Regions from separate parts of the Rattus norvegicus genome. Here region 2 is linked to region 1. The links are chromatin contacts, called in public Hi-C maps. All regions are on one chromosome and are shown on one strand. Each heading gives the region's core, a stretch centred on a gene start, on an enhancer-like site or on the middle of the called end of the contact. The rest is flanking DNA. Distances are from core to core; before and after follow the strand shown.

The links. Hi-C and Micro-C count contacts between places; a contact is called where the count stands out from the background.
Region 2: a contact with region 1 is called in a Hi-C map of frontal cortex, with 1.9 times the contacts expected there. The contact joins the promoter of Taok3 here to the promoter of Wsb2 in region 1. A contact is called at or near these places in 2 of 12 Hi-C or Micro-C datasets (frontal cortex and psoas muscle) and 1 of 1 datasets of contacts at active chromatin or transcription factors (oligodendrocytes).

What each region holds. Positions count from the first base shown.
Region 1 is chr12:44,894,472-44,902,225 of GRCr8, forward strand. It overlaps Wsb2 (WD repeat and SOCS box-containing 2), which reads right to left and starts at 5,003. Exons shown (of 9, transcript NM_001007616.3): 1 at 4,955-5,003. The coding sequence starts at 4,967. It also overlaps a transcript of Vsig10 not described here.
Region 2 is chr12:45,130,572-45,138,325 of GRCr8, forward strand. Taok3 (TAO kinase 3) reads right to left here and starts at 3,868. Exons shown (of 22, transcript NM_001024254.2): 1 at 3,641-3,868. Suds3 (SDS3 homolog, SIN3A corepressor complex component) reads left to right here and starts at 7,393. Exons shown (of 13, transcript XM_341092.9): 1 at 7,393-7,754.

The DNA of each region.
Region 1 (7,754 bases), core at 3,753-6,252:
CAAGGAAGAGCTTTCCAGTTAGAGGAACGGCATCTTTTCTAGGTACATAGAACGTTTGTTTCCCACTCGAGGACAAGGGACTGAGGTGCACGTTTTTTGCATATCAAAGCAGACCTGGCCTCCAGGTACTCCCAAGATCTCTCAGTCCTTACCTGGCATACCCTGCCCCCAACTTTGAACTTTCCAGCCCAAGGACTGGGCTGCCCTTCCCCTAGAGGCTTCTCTCCATATAATCAAGATAATTTGGGGTCTCTCTCTCTCTCTTTCTTCCCCATCTCCTCTCCCCATGGCTTCAATCCTTGGGGCCAGTGAACTCGCCCACTAGAGAGCAGCTTCCCAATAAACTTGCTTCTAATATAACCTACTCTGGTTTGAACTGACTCATTTTACTGGTGGAGAAATAATCTGTGACATAATCCATGAGATCAAAGGTTAGCATGATCTTGGTGAAACAGAGGTTAATGATTCACATATAAAACACACATTTTCTGCTACGTATATAATAGATAGGAAAACACATACATGTATCTCTTTAAGGAGTTACATGATTGTGTGTGTGTGTGTGGCATAAACATACCATAGAGCATTGCAGGAAGAGGTCTGAGGACAATTTTCAGGAGTCAGTTCTCTCCTTCTATCATGAGTTTTTGTGACAAGTGCTTTAAACACCCACTGAGCAATCTCACTGAACCAGCAGATACATCTTATTTAATAAATAAGAAATTAATTTCTTAATTTAATTGCTAGAAATTAAAAACTTCAAATAGTGTCTTAATGCATCATATCTTGGCTTTATAAAGAAATCATTCATTGCTTGAGGTTCTACATGGATATACAGGTTTTTTTTTTTAATTTATTTATTTATTATCTATAAGTACACTGTAACTGTCTTCAGACACTAGAAGAGGGCATCAGATTTCATTACAGATGGTTGTGAGCCACCATGTGGTTGCTGGGATTTGAACTCAGGACCTCTGGAAGAGCAGTCAGTGCCCTTAACCACTGAGCCATCTCTCCAGCCCGGATATACAGGTTTTAATACATTAAGTCTAGACTGCTGTGTGTGTGTGGGTATGTGTGAGAGAGACAGACAGACAGACAGATCAGACAGACAGACAGAGACAGAGAGACAGACTTAAATGGCTCCTGCCAGAGATATATATGTGTGCTTGTATCTGGAATTCTCTTGTGTATGCAAACACATGTCTATGTGAAAATTACTTTGTGGACATGAACATGTTCTGGCCTCAGTGTCAACATGGTAAGGCTGGGAAACTGTGTCCATCCTGGTACATTTACACCTGACTCACTTCCTCCCATAGGCACGCATGCACCCCATCCACTCTTCTGATGCGATGGCGCTGATGGCACTGCACACAAAACAAAGGGCTCAGCCTTCATTTCTCTTACTGCCCAGACCTCATTCACCGTCAGGTTCCGGCAGGTCTGTCTCTGAGAGCCTCAGCAACCCTTCCTTTCCATCTCTATGGCTACTACTTGAATCTCTCCAGCACCACCTGTTGCCTGGTCTAGCAGGCAACCTTCTCCCTGCTCTCGGGCCCTGCCCTGGCTCCTTCTCAGTTCTCCCTATTGCTTAGCTCATAGCCTCTCTTACCCTGATTCTGCCCTCAGCTCCTGCGGGACCAGGAGCCTGCTCTCTCACTAACTGACTAAGCTCAGTTACTTCCAACCTCAGCACTTTGCACCAAGTGTTCCCCTGTTCCTTTCACAGCAAGGCTTCTCCTTGACTGCAACTCATGTGTCTGGCTCAAAGGACAGTTCCCTCAGGCCCTTAATCCAGTGCCTCCACAACTCCTCATTAATTCCTTTCTAGAAGTCCTCACTGCTGAGGTCATTACCACCACCACCACCACCACCACCACCACCACCACCACCACCTCAAGCACGAGGAGGTTGCTCACAGCAGCAAATCTTGTCTGTCTGTACCCAATGCAAGCTGTCAGGCTACCAGGAGATACTTAGTGACACACGGACATGCAATACCTCTTTAAATTCACAGGAAACGGAGTCCATGAGACTACCAAGATGCTTGTGCCAGCGTGCACGAGGAGTTCTTAAACCCTAGCCCTGTCTGGAATTCATACTCTATTTCTGGGATTTGGGGTTTCATCTTTTGCTATTTCAGGTCAGGAATCTAGATTCTAAAAGAAGAATCCAGTCCTGTCTCCTGGAGTCTGGGCCCAAACTAAACTTGGCTACTGGAAAACAAAACCATAATTAGTGCAGAACTTCAAAACAAACCAAGCAGAACTGGGGTGATCCAGCTTCATCTGAAGTGTACCTGCATGGCCCTGTGTGGCTGGGTTGGAGCTTCTCACATTACTACGCACTGCACACTTTCTGGACACCCAGTGGCACATGGATACCAGGGAAGGCTGACTCCCAGGAGTGAGGGCTCAGTTAAGCTAATGACCGTATGTACTCCTTCACGCCCTTAGCACTTTTCTCAGTGAGGGCTCTCTGGGAAACCTGACAGCGATTTTCACGAACATAACTGTTATTAACTGTAGCATCATCCTAGGTAAAGGAAGTTCTGTAAGCTTTGACCAACATTCCCCTAACCCTTCCAGGCTTTCCAACTAAACAAGGGTATGTACAGTCAGGCAGAATGGAAGGAGATTTATCAAAGGCTCTTCCCCACAAGGAAACCCCCTTTCACAGAGATGGAGGCAGGAACACGGCCGGCAGCAAGCTTGGTGATCCTTGCTTCCTGCCAGGGGACCTTTGCACTGCTAGGTCCTCCGTCAGCTTGGAGAGTTTTGACTGGCTGCTCCATCATAACTGCAGGGCTTTGTGTCCCTGTCACCTTCTTGGTGACATTCCTAACTCACCAGGGCAACTAAGGCACTGTCATTTAGCTTTCTTTACACTAGGGGATTCTGGGTTGCATGTGTGGTTAGCGTGCATCTGGGGTCTACTTCCTCCTCAAACCACCTTGCCTGTCTGTCACTAGTCACCAGCCACAAGCAGTTCCTGAGCACCCGAAGTGTGGCAGATCTGTTAAGAATATAACACATGGAACTGGAGAGATGACACGGCCGTTAAGAGCACTTGTTACGGGTTGGGGATTTAGCTCAGTGGTAGAGAGCTTGCCTAGCAAGCGCAAGGCCCTGGGTTCAGTCCCCAGCTCCGGGGAAAAAAAAAAAAAAAAAAAAAAAAAAGAGCACTTGTTACTCTGGCAGAGGACCTGTGCTCAATTTCCAGCACCCGAGTGGTAGCTTACAATTGTCTGTAACTCCTGTTTCAGGGGATCTGATGCCTTCTTCTGGCTTTTGCGGGCATCAGGTGCAAAGACATACGTGCAGGCCAAACACTCGCACACGTAAAATATAAAAAAGTAAATCTAAGAATAGCTTTTTAAAAGTATAAAGTACACACCACGCTGTAAAAACTCAGTGGTAGCGATGGCTCAGCTATTAAAGTCTATAAGCGGTTTTACTGTTCCATTCCCAGAATCACCTGGCGCTCACAACCATCTGTAACTTGGTACAAAGGCTCCGACGCCCTCTTCTGGGCCCCTCAGGCATTGCACGCACCACGTGGTGCAGACATACTGGCAGTTTAAAAAAAAACGCCCACACAAAAATTCTTCAGTCTCCAAAACATTCCTATAATTTTTGTTTCATCACATAAATGAACCAATTTGAAATATTTCAGATGTTATCCTTTTTAATTTCAACTGTTTCTTTTTTAAAATTACATATTGCTATTATATTACTGTGGGCCAGCAAGGACCTAGAGGATACCCGGAACATACCAGATTCTCAATAAATATTGGTTGAATGAATAAATTAATTATAACCACCGTTCTACTGTTTTCTATTGTAATCCTTTTACAATAGACATTATTAAGTTTGAAAAGAGGGTAAAACTCTAGCCTAGTGTCCGGCCTTTTTTAACAGGAGCTGGCAGCACCCCTACAACACAACCGTCAATCACTAGGAAAAACCTGCACTGGAACAGATTCCTATTTAAAAAGGAGTCTGATCACAGATTGCTTTGGGATACAACTTTTGAGGCATCAATAGAAATGAGAACGGAAGCTATAAAAAGAGTCACAGAAGAAAACAGTAGGGGCCATTTAAACAGAATTCTATGGGGAAGATACTGAAAGGTTTAATCTAGACAATCTAGACGGAAACCCGGAGAAGAGCTGCCGTGACACCTTTCCCTGAAAGCCTGGCTCCTGCAAACAAAGAAATGTCATTTCCTAAATGCAAAGGGGACACCACTCCAGGGAATACCCTCCTTTCAAACAACCCACCCGGCACTACAAGCCAGCGGGTGCATCCAAGTCCTCCAGACCTAGGGAAAGCTTCTACTTCACTGGAACAAGTCTGAGCCCTAGGCCTTGACTCCTAAAATTCCCCTATGGAAACTGCCTTTAAGTTCGGGTATTTGGGAACCCTGGAGTCTGGCATCAGGCCCCCCCAACCCCACACCACTATTCCGTGAGCAGATCGCGGGGACAAGGGTCCTTCGGGGAGAAGCCCCCCGGAGGGGGGAGGTGCTGCAGGTCTAACCATGCCTAGCATCTCTGCGCATTCCAGGCGGCCAGCAAGTTCATCCCATGCTCTCACTTTGAGCTTTCGTGGTGACAGCTGTGGACAAGGGCAGGGCCAGGACTGGACCTCACCCACTAGGGTGTCGGGTCCTACGTGTCACCCCGGGGAAGTCTCCCGGGCCCCACCCCGTTCCCAGACACCCACCCAGCGGCCGCCGCTACTACCGAGCCCGGGTGGGCGCTGAGGCCAGGAGCCCGGCAATGCCGCAGACGACCAGGGCCCGGCGTCCTCCCAGTGGGCTTGGGGAATGCGGCCGTCTGCCCGCCCGCCCTCTCCGGTCCCCGCGGCGGCAGGAGGCCGGCGGACGCTGCTGTCAGCGAAAGTGAAACAAAGCTGCGCTCCCGCCCCGGTCGCCGCCCCGCACTCACCTCCGGCCTCCATGAGGACGCGCGGCCCGCCCCAGGCGGCGGGCGCCTCAGCCCCCAGGGCCGCGGGCCTTCATTCCGCGCCCGCGCCGCCCGCCCCCGCCCCGCCGCGGCCGCGCCCGCCGCCGCCGCCGCCGCCGCCCGCAGAGGCCATCAGCTGCTTCCCGTCACATGGTGGCCGGCGGGGGCGGGGCCGGGGCGGGGAGCGCGCAGGGGTACGCTGGGCTGCGGAGGTGGCGGGTGGGCCGGGGAACGGGGGCCCGGGGGAACGCCGATCTGGGGGGAACGCCGGGCCGAGAGGACGGGAGGCGAGGGGGAACCACGGACTGAAGGGAAGCGGGGCCAGGGAAAGGCCGAGCCGAGGAGAAGTGATGCTGAGGGGACACGGGGCCCGGGGAACTGAAGGGATGCGGGGCCGGGGCAACGCCGTTCGGAGGGGAACGCTGGGCCGAGGGGAAGCGAGGTGGGGGAAGGGAAACACCGGACTGAAGGGACGCGGGGTCGAGGGAATGTGGGACTGGGGGAACGCGTGGCCGGGGGAACACCGGGCCGAGAGGAAACGGTGCAGAGGGGACACGAAGCCGAGGGAACGCCGGACTGATGGGACTCGGAGCCCGGGGGAACGCTGGGCTGGTGGAAGCGGAGCTGAGGGGACATGAGGCGGGAGAACACCGGGTCGAGGGGAACGTAGGGCTGGTGGGACACGAGGTGCGGGGAACACTGGGCTGAGCAGGCGGGAGGCTGAGAGGACGTGCGAGGGACCACGAAGCGCCGGGAACACCGGGCTAAGGGAACGTGAGAGTGGAGGGGTGTGGGAGGAGGGCGGAGAACTAAGACACGGGGCTGGGGGAACGCGAAGCTGATGCGACGCGGGACTAAAACACGAGGCCGGGCAGGATGGGGGTGTGAGATGTGACAGCATCTAAAGTGGAAGCCTAGAGTTCCAGTAAAGATGGGAGCCAAGGACTGGGGATGGCGTGGAGAAACCTAAGGGACATCTCGAGGCTCAGGGAAGCTGCTGGGATCATGATGCTGGGGTGCTGGGAACTGGGGGTCAGGTGGGAGCCGGAATGCTGGCCTTGACAACAGCCTGGAGAGGGAGGAGTGCTGGAGAGTCCAGCCTGGAAAAGCCAAGGGGAGGGACGACAGGGGACGTCCCCAAACCCGCCCCCCCCCCGAGATTTTCCTCCGAATGTCCTCAGACGGTGGTGTCTTGGTCCTGGCCCTGTTTATGTCAGGTGGGTTTAACTTGGAGCCAGGGTAGGAGAAAAGGGGGTTTTAATAGTTGCTTTGGTTCCTGTAGTTGTTCCTGGCTTTGGAGTTTCCCCTGGTAGTCTCCTGTCAGCACCCCCACCCCCAAACTCAAGGTCGCTCCAGTCCCTTTTCCTGTTCCCAGCCCGGACCTTTCTCAAAGTTCAATCTTCCTATTTCCTTCCTTTTTGAGTCATGGATTTCTTTCTTTCTAATGTGGAGCCAGGGAAGGAAAAGTGATGGGTTTAGTCATCGCTCTTCCATGTTTTGTGAGTCTGAAACCTTGCCTCTACATTCTTGCATTTGTATGGTTCTCTCTTCCTCTTAGCTTTTAGTCCAGGCATACTATTCTATGACCCAGTTCTCAGAATATATCCGAGGTTTACCAGTTGTCTGTTTTGAGGACATCTCCACCCCCCATCCACTCACCCACCCATGTTCATTTATGTTTTCTACTTGCCTGTCCTCTCTCTTGTCCTCCATTTTTACTTAACAGCTCCCCCATTCACTTTTGGTATGTAAAGTCATTTCTTTATAAACATGGCTTGTTCCCCACCCTCAGCCACAGGTTACCGTTTTTATTTCTGATGTCCTTGATTTCCTTAGATCCCAATTCTATTCTTCAGACTTACCCTTTCCAGTTCTTTTTAACCTGCCTTGTTTCCCCACCTCCACCATTTTCTCTTCAGTGATCTCCATTAGTACACACTGCAGAGGCCAATGGTATTATCCCTAATGTGTTTGGGTGGTTTTATCTGCATGTGTCTCGGTCTGCACGTGCTTGTGGGGTCTCCGGAGACCAGAAGAGGACATTGGAGTCCCTGGAACTGATCGACAAATGATGTCCCGTGGGCAGAGGAAATTAAGCCCAGGTCCCCTGGAAGAGCAATCAGGGCCCCGTTCCTGAGCCATCCCTCCAGACCCTCCTTTCTTTGCTTCATCTCCCAGATGTCCGTTTCCTGATGTCTTCAAAGTCTCATTTTTAATGATTTGGTTTGTTTCTATTTTGAGGTGCTGGAGACTGAACCCACATGTAGTTAATAAACACGCTTGGTGAGCTACACCCTTTCCTGTACTTAGGCACTCAATGTGCACAAGTCATGGAAAACAAAGTGGTAATGGGGGCAAAATAAAACCGCCTTTTCAGCACTCTTTACAAAGGGGTTTTTACATGCCCATTTATTTATCTCGTGTGTGTATGCAGCTAGTTGAGGGGTCCACGGTATGCTTGACATCAGGGGACAACTTATGGGAATTGGTTCTCGTCAGCCACGTGGGTCCCAGAGATTGAATTCAGGCTTGTTAGTCACCTTTACAGTCGAGTCACCTGGCTACCTGGTGCTGCTTGGTTTTTAGACCAGGTCTCATTCTGTAGCCTAGGCTGTATTAAATCACCCCAATCCTGCCTCAACTTCCCAAGTGCAGGGATTACAGGCACTGGTGTGAACCCCCGTTCTTTACACCCACTAGTAAGGCATAAGTCGAGAGCACTGAAATATATGTTTTAAAAAAGTAACTTTATTCTTTATTCCAAAGTCTTAAAAATTTATAA
Region 2 (7,754 bases), core at 2,618-5,117, 230 kb after region 1:
GTGTGTGTGTGTTCCTTTTGGGAGAGAAGAAAGAAATTTGAACCGGCAGAACATTCATTCTGAAGGGAAAATGGGTCTGCATGTAACACACGCCCGCAAATAAGACTTGGTGATTTTCCTGCGTCAGCTCTCCGGTTCCTGCTCCACTCCTACACCCTGATCTACGGAAGACCTGTGAGTTTATGAATGCTGGCAAGCAATGAAGAAGCTTGTCCAGGTTGGATTGCCTGCTAAGCCACGCTAGATAGCCAGGCAGCCACGAGAGCACAATGGATCGACTGTACAGGACTCGAGTGGTAAGGAAAGTGTAAAATGGGCTATTAGGTTTCCTGGGCTCCGGCTAGCCCGAGACTAAGGTGAAGAAGGACGTGCAAGTGCTCATCTAAATCTCTTGTAGCTTTTAAGCAGGAGACAAGCCTCCTGAATGAACAAACATATCAAGATCTCGCACACATCCCTTCCCCCTCACGCCCCCTCCCCAGGGAAGAGCATTACGGACTCCTCTTATCAATAAGAATTTTACTCCCTCCTCTGTCTCCAACCATCCCTGGGTCAACACCGTAATATAAAGAGGCTGCCTTGGCTACCTAGGTGATGACTCAGGAGAGAAGCGAGGCACTTCCTTTTCATACAAGGAAATACATTTATTGTTTTGCCCTTAGATATGACCATTCGCACCGGTCAGACGTGAGCTTACAAGACAGGAGAAAACATTTTCATGGTCAGACACTTCTAGAACTTCCTGGAAGGACTCAGATCCCCTCAGGAGCCCCTCATGCCTTATCCCCAGGATGAATAGACACAGGAGTTAACCAGCCTAATCCCCTCACCCCAACCCCCTCCCCATCCCTCTACTCCACCTTTCGTAACTTTACTTCTTTAATGAATTCTGAAAAAAACAAAACAAAACAAAACAAAAAGACCTGTGTTTGCTGTGGCTGGTTCTGTTCTCAGGATCACTTGAGTTTCTCAGGGGTGGATTCCTAGAGGGTGGGATTCCCGGCATCGCACCTGCCTCTTCGCTCGAAGCGTCAGAGTTGCCTTGATAGAGCAAGCCTTTCATTTACTACTGCCCTGCTGGAAACCCTTTCAGAGTGGTTGATCTTAGACAGAAATGACATGGAGGCTGGCAGTGTGGTCCAGTGGGAAGGTCACTTGCCGGGCATTGGCCTGGCTTTGATGCTCTCTCTCTCTACACCTAAACAAACCAAAAGCAGATCTAGGCAAGCCTCTCCTTTTGCTGTTGTCCTGGGGACCAAGCCCACGGCTTTGGGCTTGTTAGCCCAACCCTACATTTTGTCTACTAGGAATAATGCAGTATACTTTGGGTCCCACTGTCTAGTGCTAAACTCAGGGCAAAACATTTCTTCAGTCTTTTGAGATAGAGTCTCAGAGCCCAGGCTGGCTCGGTACCACATAGCCCAGGCTAGCCTCTCACTCAAAACAATCCTGTCTCGGCATCCTGAGTCCTGCTGTCATACCCAGTCAAAGGGTTTCAAACACCACACACTCTGAATGTGACCCAGAGGAGACATCTAAGCAACCAAAATGGAATATTAGTCACATTCTCCATTTTTACCCTAAAATCATAATTTCTTAAGTTCCTAGAAAAAAAAATGAATAAAACAGCAAGAAAGAGAAACAGCATTAGAAACAGAGAAGAGGATTTTTTTAAAAAAAATCTGAAGTACAAGCCACATAAGGAAATGTCATGATGAAAGCTCATTGCTTTGTAAATACTACCCTCTCCCCAAAATAACTTAAGAGGAAAAAATATAATCACGAGTCCTAAAAGTCTTCAAATATAAAGTTGATGACCGAACAGGAACGTTGGGGGAGCATCCAGAGGGCTTTAGGGCCATGACAATATATGCTGGCACTGGGCATTGGGGGAGCATCCAGAGGGGGTTGGGGCCATGACAATCTATGCCAACATTGGGGTCATATTGTTTTCACATTCATTGGAGTAGAAAGCTATCCTTCAACCCCTCTCCCCCCTTCTATTGCCTCAGCTCTTTGTCCAGCCACCTTGAGATAGACTTACAGGGTCTGCTTTGAATGCACATACATGGCCCCTCAGCTTGCCTAGAAAGTGCTGTTCCTTTACTGGCCCCGGCAACTGTTTTGAAAAATTGAGTGTGACCTTCCAACTGTGTCTAGCACATCAAAGTTAAACAGCCCTAACTACAAACCTGCTCTGGTTCTCCTAAGTGTGCACTGTAAACATTGATAGGGACAGGCTGCCAAACAGGGGGAAAAGTTTCTTAACTCCTTGTGGAGTGGAAGAGAAAAGCTACAACTGAAACAACAAGGACCCGGTGCTTTTTAAGAGCATTAAAATTAACATCCTAGGGGTTGGGGATTTGGCTCAGTGGTAGAGCGCTTGCCTAGCAAGCACAAGGCGCTGGGTTCGGTCCCCAGCTCCAAAAAAAAAAAAAAAAAAAAAAAAAAAAAAAAAATCCTAATTAACCTAAGGCTCTTCTAAGAGATCCCTCCCTCCAACTACTTGGGATGGGGTGAACAGAAGCAAGCCCTTCTGGTTTTCCCCCAGATACGTCATTGAGGAACCCCCAGATCGAACTTTTAGGAAAGCGATGGGAAGCCAGCCTGCTGTTTGGAAGAGGTGAAGCGCAGCTCTAATCTCTACAAATCGTCTGGCTAGCCCTTGGCCAGCCCTTGGGATCCATGTCTTTCACTCCCGGGCCCATAACATGATCCCCCTTCCAGCGTCCCGGAACTCAACCCTCAGGGAGACCTCGGGTTCTTAGAAGTGGAACATCAGTGTCGTCCAGGTGTCAGCATTGCTGCTGTCTCCACTCAACGCCACTGGGACCCAGGCTCCCGGTGCTTTTCCCCAGGAGCCTGGCTGCGAGGTCAGAAGCCCATGCTCACGCTCCGCAAGTTCTCTGGTACCTCACTTACCCGCTCTCCCTGGACTCTGGGTGCTGTCTATCCCTGCTCTGGGTTCATCTGTCTTGGCCCCTTTTGGGGACCCCTCCCTTCACTCAGCTGCCCTATTGCCTTCCATTGCGAGGGCACAGTTTCAGGACCACTGCCCTCGCCTCCCTTGGAGTCTCCTTTGCTCACTCTCTGTCTCGGTCCCTCTAGGGTCCCCTTCCTTCGCCCCGCTGCCTGGGTTCTCTCAAGTCAACTTGTTCAGTCTGCAGTCCCGGCCCCTCCGAGTGCCCCTCTTTGGATCCCGTCCGCTTTTCCCACCGGTCCATCTGGGGCGGATCTCCTCGCTCACTCCAGGGTAGGTCGCAGTCCCTCCGGAGTTCTCCCGCTTATCCCACGGCCCCGAGTCCCTCTTCAAGTCGCCTCGCTAATCCCATTGCTCTGTCCTGTCTTGGGGTCCCCTTGCCTTCCCGCGGCATTCCTCGGTCCCCTCCTCATCCAGCTTTCCCCATCTCTCGTCGGGTCTCCTCGCTCACCGCATTCCCCTCGGAGTTCACTCCTCATCCCACTGTCCCTGTTCCCATCCTGGTCCTCTCACTCTCCCGCGGTCCCTCTCGGGGTCCCCTCCTCACTCCCTGTCCCGGTCCTCTGGCGCACTGGTAGAACCGCTAGCAACTCCGCTCCCGGGATGCTCGCGGCCGTTGCGCCGGGACTCGGGCTGTCACTCTGGCGCCCGCGCTCTCACCTCAGCGCTTGTCAGCCGCGGCCCCGGCGCCGCCGCCTCCTCTCACTGGTGCCCGGAGTCGCTCTCGTGCTGGGTCTTCGCGTGCTGGGTCCCCACGCGCAGCCTCCGCCCGCGAGTCCCCGTTGCGCCTCACTCTCCACGCAGGACCCTAGGCTGCCTTCGCTGCTGCTGTCCGAGGTGCGGCTCCGCCAGGGGTGACCAATCGCACCCGACTGCGCGGAGCGCGCCCCGCCCCCACTCGACCCCGCCCACCGACTCCGCCCACAGCCATGCTCTGATAGGCTCTCTACTGACCTTCCCTGATCGCCGCTCTCCGGGTCCAGGCCGCATATAGGCGTTCGATTACTCTTGCCTGAGAAACCAGAGCGGTCGATGGATCCAGGGGATTGGCGGAGCTGACTGTGGGCGGCGCTAAATGGGCGGGGCTTTCTCTATCGCGGAAGCTCTCTGCACTTGGGTTACGGGTGGCTCTCTTCGGGCGCGGTCAGCCTTGTTTGTGCTGCGCCAGGGTCAAAGTTCGTGGCTATTTTCCTCACGCCTTGGCTTGTCTTGGGAGACCACCTTGGGAGAGCTCGTGAGGTCGACCGGGTCTCTTGCTGGATTTTTCACAGCTCCTGGTCATCCTTAAGGGACACTTTCCGCCTGGCGCTTGTCAATATTTCCTGCTCGCAGACCGGGGAATTGCGTTTCCTTGCTTTGCGTTCAGTGGACCTCAGTTTACTGCTAGAGAAAAACAAAAAGTGTGGACCCAGCTAAGTGCTTAACGGGGTCTGGGCACATTTTAAAGTGGATGCCATGTGAATACCAATACTCTGTAGGCAGAGGCAGGAAGGTCGCCTCAAGTTTGAACCCAGTCTGGGGTATCTGGCTAGACCTTGTCTCAATAGTCAAGTTAAAAAAAAAAAAAGAAAGATACAAAGAAAGAACGAAAGAAAGAAAGAAAGAAAGGGTGAAAAAAAAGAAATACTCATTTTGTGAGTTTTGACTACAACTGTTAGACGAGGAGTTGGGTCTAGGGGGACCACGTGGGCTTTGGCAAAACTCCAGCAAACATATCCAACTTAATCTTTCAGGGCCACAGGCTTTAATAACCCAAAGGCGGAAAAGGCGAAGGCTGGTGAGCTTTGACCCCAACTGCAACCTGCAATAACCTGGCTGTATCCTAAGCCACGCTGAAACATAGTGCTTGCCAGAGATTAAAGTACACCAGGACCTGTCTTATATTTTTGTGGAAATGGCTAGGTTGTTTCAGTTGACCGTGAAAGCTCAAAGCAGTTTTCTGCAGGGACACATTTTCACCGTCAGTCTCATTGGACGTAGACATTCAACTCCTAGTCAACGCTCTACTTCAAAAATATCTATCTGGGGTTGGGGATTTAGCTCAATGGTAGAGCGCTTGCCTAGCAAGCGCAAAGCCCTGGGTTCGGTCCCCAGCTCCAAAAAAAAAAAAAAAAAATCTGTCTGTCTGTCTGTCTGTCTATCTATCTATCTATCTATCTATCTATCTTTCGGAGATATAATTGAGATATGATTGGCTCTCATTATGTAGCCCAGGATAGCCTACTGGCCTAGAACTCTCTGTAGGGATCCGTTGGCCTTGGGCTCATAGGGATCTGCTTGCCCCTGCCTTGCTGCTGCCTATTTTTTTTTTTTTTTTTTTCTTTTAAACGTACTGGGGATTGAACCTAGAGACTCAAACATGTAAAAAAAAAAAAAAACAAAAACAAAACAAAAAAAAAAAACTGCTCGCTTGTGCCCCCCCCTCCTGTATCCTCCAGCAATTTGCATCCTAAACGTTGTTTGCATATCAAACTTCATCCGGGTGGTCTGACTGAGTACCCTATTTGGGAGAAGTGGTGGAGGACTTTAAGGAGCGAAACTTGATTTTGAAGGACACTTAGGTTTTACAGGCCATGATGAAATTTGGTGGAGCCCAAAGTCAGGAGGGATTTTGAAAAGTCGATCTTCCCTCTTCGCTAAGGAGCACTTAGGAACCTACTCCTTGGGCCAGCTCTACAGTCTTCATGGAAGCAAATTGTCATCATCCAACTGTTTGTGTCTCTGTAACCGGTGCGAAACAGAAAGGCACGAATATTAACCCTGGCTGTCTGTAATCAGGGAGACAGAAATAACACTTAAACACAAACAAGATTACAGTGAAAGGGGCCCAGCTTCTTGCAACTATTTAGTAACAAACCCAACTCTTTCGTTTCATTGTATCAATGGATTCTGAGTTCAAAACAATGATACCCATTGTCTTTGTTGCTTTATGAATAGTATTACCAATTGGGAGCTGTTATCCCACATGGTGGTGGAGTGCAAATAGTTTACATGCGATTCAACAGCTTACACACACACACACACACACACACGTCCAAGCACACACAGGAAGGTGACCTCATCCTTTGGAGAAGAGACAGCTGAGGCTGGGCTGGAAGGACTCTTGTAGAGAAGGGGTTTCAGATCCCTGAACTGCTGGAAAAGCCATCCTGGTCTTACATTCTGGACATTCTTGCATTTCACACAGAGGAACTCTCCCTTACAAGGAGAGCCAAGTTTTAATTAAAACAAGGTAGCAAATAGGAAATGTCAAAATAAATGGGACCCAGAACGAATGTTCTCATTCTTAGATGTCTCTCTGGGGGCCAGTGTGGAAATACATTTGATCCCAGAGGCTGTGAGAAGCAGAACACTGTCCTTGGTCCCACCCCGTCCTCCCCTGTGTTCCTATCTGCTCAGCCTTGATGCTTGTTCTGTTTTCTGTGAAGATTTGAGTTAACTGGATTGGGTTCCTCTGGGCACATCTTCCCTGCCTCTCCAATTAGGGACAGAAGCTAGGGTCTCCAGCATGCCAGGCAAGTGCCCTACCCACCCATATGCATCCAGAGCCCTCCTTTTTTTTTTCAAACTTGGGTCTCACTAAACTGTCTGGCCTCGAACTCATTCTGAGACCCAGGCAAGCCTTGATCTTGCTCTGTCTGCCTAGGATTATAGTCCTGAGCCACTAGGTAGAACCCATAGGTCTCCTCCTCCTCCTCGGTCTCCTCCTCCTCGTCCACCTCCTCCTCGTCCTCCTCTTGGTCCTCCTCCTTCCCCTTCTCCTCCTCTAAGCAAAACTGTAACACTGTGTTCCTCTTCTGGGGATGGGGAGTACAGGGCTATGCAAATTAACACATGGAGAAACTTAGTTTCATGGCTTTTTTTTTTTTTTTTTTTTTTTTGCTTGTTTTCCAGACAGGGTTTCTCTGTGTATCCCTGACTGTCCTGGAACTCGCATTGTAAACCAGGCTGGCCTTGAACTCAGCCTGCCTCTGCCTCCCTAGTGCTGGGACTAAAGTCCACTTCGCCCAGAGTTGGCTTCTGAATGTAAGCCAATGTAGTTGCCGTAGGGAAATGCTCTATTTATTTACGTGAAAATTAGCAGATTAGCAAGTTAGTGTTTTAGGTCAGAATACCTTAAAAAATCATGTTCGAGGAAACACAAGATGGCTCTCCCTTGGACAGTCTGCATCTGAGATTCTAAACTGATACCACCGTTTTCTTTTTTTGAAAAGAGCATGGTAACTCTTTTGTTCATTTGTAAAATCGGGAGAACAGCTTACCCAATACATCTATTCAAAAGAAAGCACTGGCAAGGCCTAGGGTGAATGACCCGACCCGCGGATGAAATGGGAGCAAGTTGCCTTTATTGTAATTTTTAATAAAGCCCCCATTAAGACAGGGGCGCAACCATGCATCCCATTTTCTGTGTCCCACACACTCCGGCTGTCCAGGCTTCCAAGCCCACCACGGGGACAGTTTATGTCATTCACCTGCTTGAATCAGACCATGCTACCTAGACAGGGCTTTGCAAAGCCTCCGCCCATCAGGTCGCATCGATACACTTTAGTTTTGACTCCAGGCGCCGCCTGGTGGCCGTTTCCGGAAGTGTCCTCCCAACCTCCGGGTCCTGACTGCGGGCACGGCTGCCCATGGATATGCCTGACCCCAGAGACCCCTGCCTTCGCCCCTCCCCCGTGGCCGATTGAGGATTCATAAGACAGCGATGACGACGCTGCTGTGTCAGAGAACGTGGAGCCCGGCGTCTCCGCCACTCCCTCGAGGACGGCTGGAT